2 separate regions of the Mus musculus genome follow, and region 2 is linked to region 1. A link is a contact called in public HiChIP or PLAC-seq data. All regions are on one chromosome and are shown on one strand. Each heading gives the region's core, a stretch centred on a gene start, on an enhancer-like site or on the middle of the called end of the contact. The rest is flanking DNA. Distances are from core to core; before and after follow the strand shown.

Region 1 (2,700 bases), core at 188-2,687:
CCTTCCACTAGAGAGATGGCTCAGAGGGTAAAATGGCTGCTTTATAAGCTCAAGGCCCAAGTTTGAGTCCTAGAAACCACGTGGAAAGTCTGTGTGTGGTGGTACATGCTTGCAATCCCTGCAGTGGGGAGGCAGACATGGGAGGATGCCTGGGTGGGGCTGGATGGACAGCCATGGGGTCAGGTCCCTTGGAGCTACAGTTATGGGCAGTTAGGAGCCATCCAATCTGGGTGCTGGGAATCAAACTTGGGTGACTTGGGTCTTCTGGATGAGCAATGTCTGCTCTTCTCCATGGAGACAACTCTCCAGACCTTTAATATTGCTTCGCATGTGTGTGTGTGTGTGTGTGTGTGTGTATGTGTGTGTGTGTGTAATGTGTATGTGTGCACGTGTATGTTGTTTTTTTTAACATCTTTTTAATGATTTATTTATTCTTATTTTATGTGCATTCGTATTTTGCCTGCATGTATGTCTCTGTGAAGGTTCCAGATCCTCTGGAACAGACAGCTGTGAGCTGCCATGTGGGGGCTAGGAATTGAACCCTGGTCCTCTGGAAGAGCAGCCAATGATGCTCTTAACTGCTGACATATCTCTCCAGTCCCATATTGACAGGGGACTTCTTTTTGAGACAGGTTCTCACATAGCATTGGGTGGTCCTGAACTCACGGTGTAGCTGAGGATGGCCTTGAAACCCTGCCTCTTCACCTAAGTGCAGGGGTTACAAAAAAACCAACCACGAGAGAGAGAGAGAGAGAGAGAGAGAGAGAGAGAGAGAGAGAGAGAGAGAGAGAGAGAGAGATCGACAGGGGTAGAGGACACTTGACATTTGGGGATGCCCACCTGCTTTTCTTGGGAAGGCCTCTGTTCTGCCTGGTTGCACATTGCTGTGCAACCATCTGTGTTAACGTCTGTCTCCTTGGCCTACAGCGGGGACCGAGTCCCATTCATCTTTCTTATGCTCACAGTAAGCAGTTAGCATTAGTAAGGGATACAGGCAGGGGCTGAGCTGCTGCCCTCCTACGGTAACAGCACTGCCCTGAGGGAAGTCCCAGACCCTTGGCAGCATCATTATCATGCCCAGAACACCCATCTTGTAACCAGTGTGATCACCATGCATCTGGCGCCCATGCTTCACCAGCCTCTGTCTTTCCCCAGCTGTGAAATCAGAAGTCGGCTTTCTCCTCCTCCTTAACTTCTGCTGACAGCTCAAGAATCCCGTGATTTATACGATTAATATGAAAAGCAACAGCATTCTTCTGTTAATATATTATTCATTTCACTGCTGATCTATTCTCTCCACACCCAGCTCCGTGAGTCAATTCCCCCCCTCCCTGCTATTTTTAATAGAGCTGCATTTTAAATGGCGGGAACAGTACATTAAACATGTATAAGATGTAATCTCATTTAGAATGCTCTCTTCCAGCAGATCCGCCTCATAAGCATAAACACAACAATGTCGGCTCCTCTTCTAGCGGGAGGCCACCCAGGTTGGGGTGGAGGAATACAGCTGGGAACCGTCTGGCTCTAATTAAGGAATCTGCTAACTTGATGTGAGCCTTCTTCTCTTGGCCAAGGAGAATCAGCTCGGTCCCAGACGGTGAGGATGGATGGTAGAGGCTCTGTCCACTCTCGATGAGGCTTCACTCCCCGCCGGCCAAGTCCATGGTCAAGAGGTAGTCTTGGGGTAGAGGAAGGAGGGGTTATTCTTCAGGAATGGAACTCTAGGCACTCTGCTGCAGGAACTGGTGATACAGGTCTCTCATCCCAGCAACATGGGAGGTTGAAGCAAGAGGATGCAAGAGAGCTGGGACATGGCTCAGTGGTAGAGCCCCTGCCTAGAATCCCCCAGTGAGGGGCTGGTGCGTGGCTCAGTGGTAGAGCCCCTGCCTAGAATCCCCCAGTGAGGGGCTGGGGGCGTGGCTCAGTGGTAGAGCCCCTGCCTAGGATCCCCCAGTGAGGGGCTGGGGGCGTGGCTCAGTGGTAGAGCCCCTGCCTAGGATCCCCCAGTGAGGGCCTGGGGGCGTGGCTCAGTGGTAGAGCCCCTGCCTAGAATCCCCCAGTGAGGGGCTGGGGGCGTGGCTCAGTGGTAGAGCCCCTGCCTATCATGCTAGGTTCAATCCCAGGCACTTTGAACCGTTCCAATGTTTTTGTTTGTTTGTTAGTTTGTTAACTTGAAACAAAATCTTACTGAAGTTCCCAGGTTAAATTTGAAATCCTCCACCCCAGCCTCTCAGGTTCTGGAATTATAGGTGTGTACAACCAGTCCTAGATGGTGATTAATAGGTCACAAATCCAACCTGGTTTGTCAAGGATGTCCTCACAAGCTGTCCCAAGCAGTCTGTACTGTTGCTGGAGAGGAAAAGGAGGAGGAGGAGGAGGAGGAGGAGGAGGAGGAGGAGGAGGAGGAGGAGGGGGAGGAGGAGGAGGAGGAGGAGGAGGAGGAGGAGGAGGAGGAGGAGGGAAAAGACAAAGATGAGGGCAAGTGTTATGGCTGATAACTTGACTGAAGTCAACTCAAACTCAAGCTGCCAGGCCCATCTGTGAAGAATTTTCTTGATTAAATCATTTGAGGTAGGAAGACCCATCCTAAATCTGGGCCACCCCTTCTGGTGGCATCCCCACATAAAGGACATGGAAGAAGGAAGCTTTTTTGCCTTTTGCCTGCTTCTTCTCACTCTTGCTGGCAAGTCCACCCATCCT
Region 2 (2,700 bases), core at 2-2,501, 480 kb after region 1:
CTCTGACCAAAGACAGAGAGACAGACACACATACACTAAATAAATGTTGTAAGGAGAGAAAAAAAAAAGACCCCCTAAAACTAACGAGGGGCTGGAGAGATGGCTCAGACATTAAGAACACCTGCTCTGCAGTGAGGACCAGAATCAGATCCAGCGTCCTCTTAACACACCAGGTGTCCCTGCAAATGACTTAACCTTAACCCCAAGGTGAGCAGAAACCAGGGGGTGTCAGGGGGTTGCTGGATTCCAGCCTAATGAAGACAGTAGGCAACCTTGCCTCAGAACAGGCAGAATAGCAGCAGAGAGCACCCGGTGGATGCCCTCTTCAGGCCTGTGTGGGTTATATACAGGTACACACACCCCTACACACAACACATACATCTGCTTATACTCTCACACATAAACAAATCAAAATCTAAAACACACTAATTAAAAAAAATAATACAGAATTTACCGGTGAGGTGGCTCAGTAGGTAAAGGCTGAGAAGCCTGAAGTACTGAGTTCGAACCCTGGGACCCACACGGTGGTAGGAAAAAAACCAACTTTAGAAAGCTGTCCTCTGATCTCTGCACCTAGCGCATTGCGCACGTGCACACAGGAACACACATACAAATAAATATTTTTTTAAAAACTAAAAAGTTAATAAGAGGCTAGAGAGATGGCTCAGCAGTTAAGAGCACTAACCCGGGGACCCGGTGTCAATACCCAGCATCCACATGGGAGCTCACAACTGTGACTCCAGTACCAGGGGATCTGACAACGTCACACGGACATGAATGCAGGCAAAAGAAGGCAAACTGCACAAGGCACATAAGAATAAATAAATCTTTAAACAAGAAATGAAGAATTAGAAATGACGACTATCCTTTCTTATGAAGGCTGGAAAACAGACTCCTGTGTCAACTAAAGAAATCCAACCCTGAAAAAACCTGACTCCGCTTCGGGAGCGGTGCAGGCCGGTGTAGACGAGAAGTGCTTCAGGCAAGAAGGAGGGACGTGCCGGAGAAGGTTGGAGCGCAGGAAGCAGGCATGTGAGGACGCGCTGGGACCCGCGGAGTCCTGAGAGGGGACGTAGCAACCCGCTCCTTTCCTCCCGACTAGCACAGAGCGCCGCTGGCTAGCGGGACCCGGCGCGACCTCGAGAGTGCGCACGCGCGCCACCCCGAGCCGGAGAAATTGCGGCTGAGCGCAGCAGCCAATCGTGAGCTTCCAGGCAGTTGCGTCACTCCGAATCTGGCCGATCAACGCTGAGTTGATTATTGCTTCCGGCCCGCCCTCTAGCCTGAGGCCGGGGGAGGGCCGGACTGTAGCTAAAACCGAGGAGTACAGAAGCCTCCGCTGGGAACCCGCCCCACCGGGCGTGGGCACAGGTAAGTGCGGCGCGATGTCCCCGTAACATCGGTGACAAGGGCCGTGGAGACTCCGATCGATGTTATTTGGGTGGCACAGAGCAGAGGTGCTCCCAGTTTTCCGATCCCTCTCCTCCATTGGCTGCGTTAACTGGGACGATCGAGGGAGGGAGAGGGGACTGTACTTGTGTTCTCTGCTGCACACCTACAGGGCACCACCCCTACCCCTGCTTTGGAACCCCTAAATGTCTGCTCGTGAACCCGCTTCATAGCATGACCCCCATTGCAGCCTTTGCAGCCTTAGGACTGCAGAGATTTGAAGACGCCGATCGCCGAGCCTGCATGATTTTAGAGAAATGGAACATCCAGGAGCCTGTCTGTAGCCTTTCTTCTCCCTTGACGTTGGGAGCAAATCTGCTTGCTTTAGGATTAGTGTAGGCAGATGGTCACAGCCCTACAGCTCCGACATATGCTCCTGGTGACAGTGCAGGGGACCCACCTGTCGCCCAAGTGCAGGAACTGGGATCAAAGCCAGGTCGCTTCCTGCCGGCTGGGGCTGGGCCCGACTCTATTTACTCTCCAGGAAGGGCCCCCACTCCCATACAAGCTCTGATATTTCCTGTCTTCTTTTTTAACCCTAACATCACCTTGGAGTGGTCCCTGCGCTTGGCAGCCAGGAAACAACTTTAATAGCCAGTGCACATCAGACAGGAGTGAGGGTGTAATAGAAAAACCAGAAGAAGTCTTGCAGCCTGAAGACAGATTCCGCAGAAGTAAACGTTTTGTGGCTTCTGTGTGCTGTGTTGTGGCCTCAAGAGCATCTACTGCCCACTGCTTGCTCTGCTTTTTGTTTGTTTGTTTGTTTGTTTGTTTGTTTTTATGTATATGAGTACACTGTAGCTGTACAGATGGTTGTGAGCCACCATGTGGTTGCTGGGATTTTGAATTCAGGACCTTCGGAAGAGCAGTCAGTGCTCTTAACCACTGAGCCATTTCTCCAGCCCTGTTTTCTTGTTGTTGCTGTTGTTTTTGTTTTTAATTTCTTTGTGTGTGCAGATGCACAAGCGGCTGTGGAAGTCAGAGGTCAACCTGCACCATCCACTTTGTTTTTTTAAAGCTGGGATTTCTCACTAGCCCGGGGCCCACTAATTAGGCTAGGCTAACCAACCAGGAAACCCCAGGGATCCATCCACCTCTTCAGCTCTAGGGTTATAAGCAAGTGCCATTGTGGCTCACTTACAAGTATTTTTACAGTTTAGTGTGTGTGTTTTGCGTGTGTGCGCACACGCATGCGTGCGTGGCTCATGGGTGGAGATAAGAAGACAGCTTGCTGGAATGTGTGCTCTCCTT

Evidence for each region. HiChIP or PLAC-seq counts read pairs in DNA pulled down with a chosen protein or histone mark.
Region 2: a contact with region 1 is called in an H3K4me3 HiChIP or PLAC-seq map of forebrain, with 7 times the contacts expected there. The contact joins the promoter of Tecpr1 here to the enhancer-like site in region 1. A contact is called at or near these places in 3 of 39 promoter capture datasets (embryonic stem cells, hippocampal neurons and liver) and 6 of 115 datasets of contacts at active chromatin or transcription factors (the 230-238 cell line, embryonic basal ganglia, embryonic stem cells and 2 more).

Annotation. Positions count from the first base shown.
Region 1 is chr5:144,702,463-144,705,162 of GRCm38.p6, reverse strand. No RefSeq gene overlaps it. Among named protein-coding and RNA genes, the nearest start is that of Gm52796, 31 kb to the right of the region's middle. Within about 2 kb of position 1,437, at least 17 of the 459 cell types and tissues checked have an H3K27ac peak or open chromatin away from gene starts, as enhancers often do. A contact at or near this core is called in embryonic basal ganglia and forebrain, where this site is marked.
Region 2 is chr5:144,222,166-144,224,865 of GRCm38.p6, reverse strand. Tecpr1 (tectonin beta-propeller repeat containing 1) reads left to right here and starts at 1,251. Exons shown (of 25, transcript NM_027410.2): 1 at 1,251-1,371.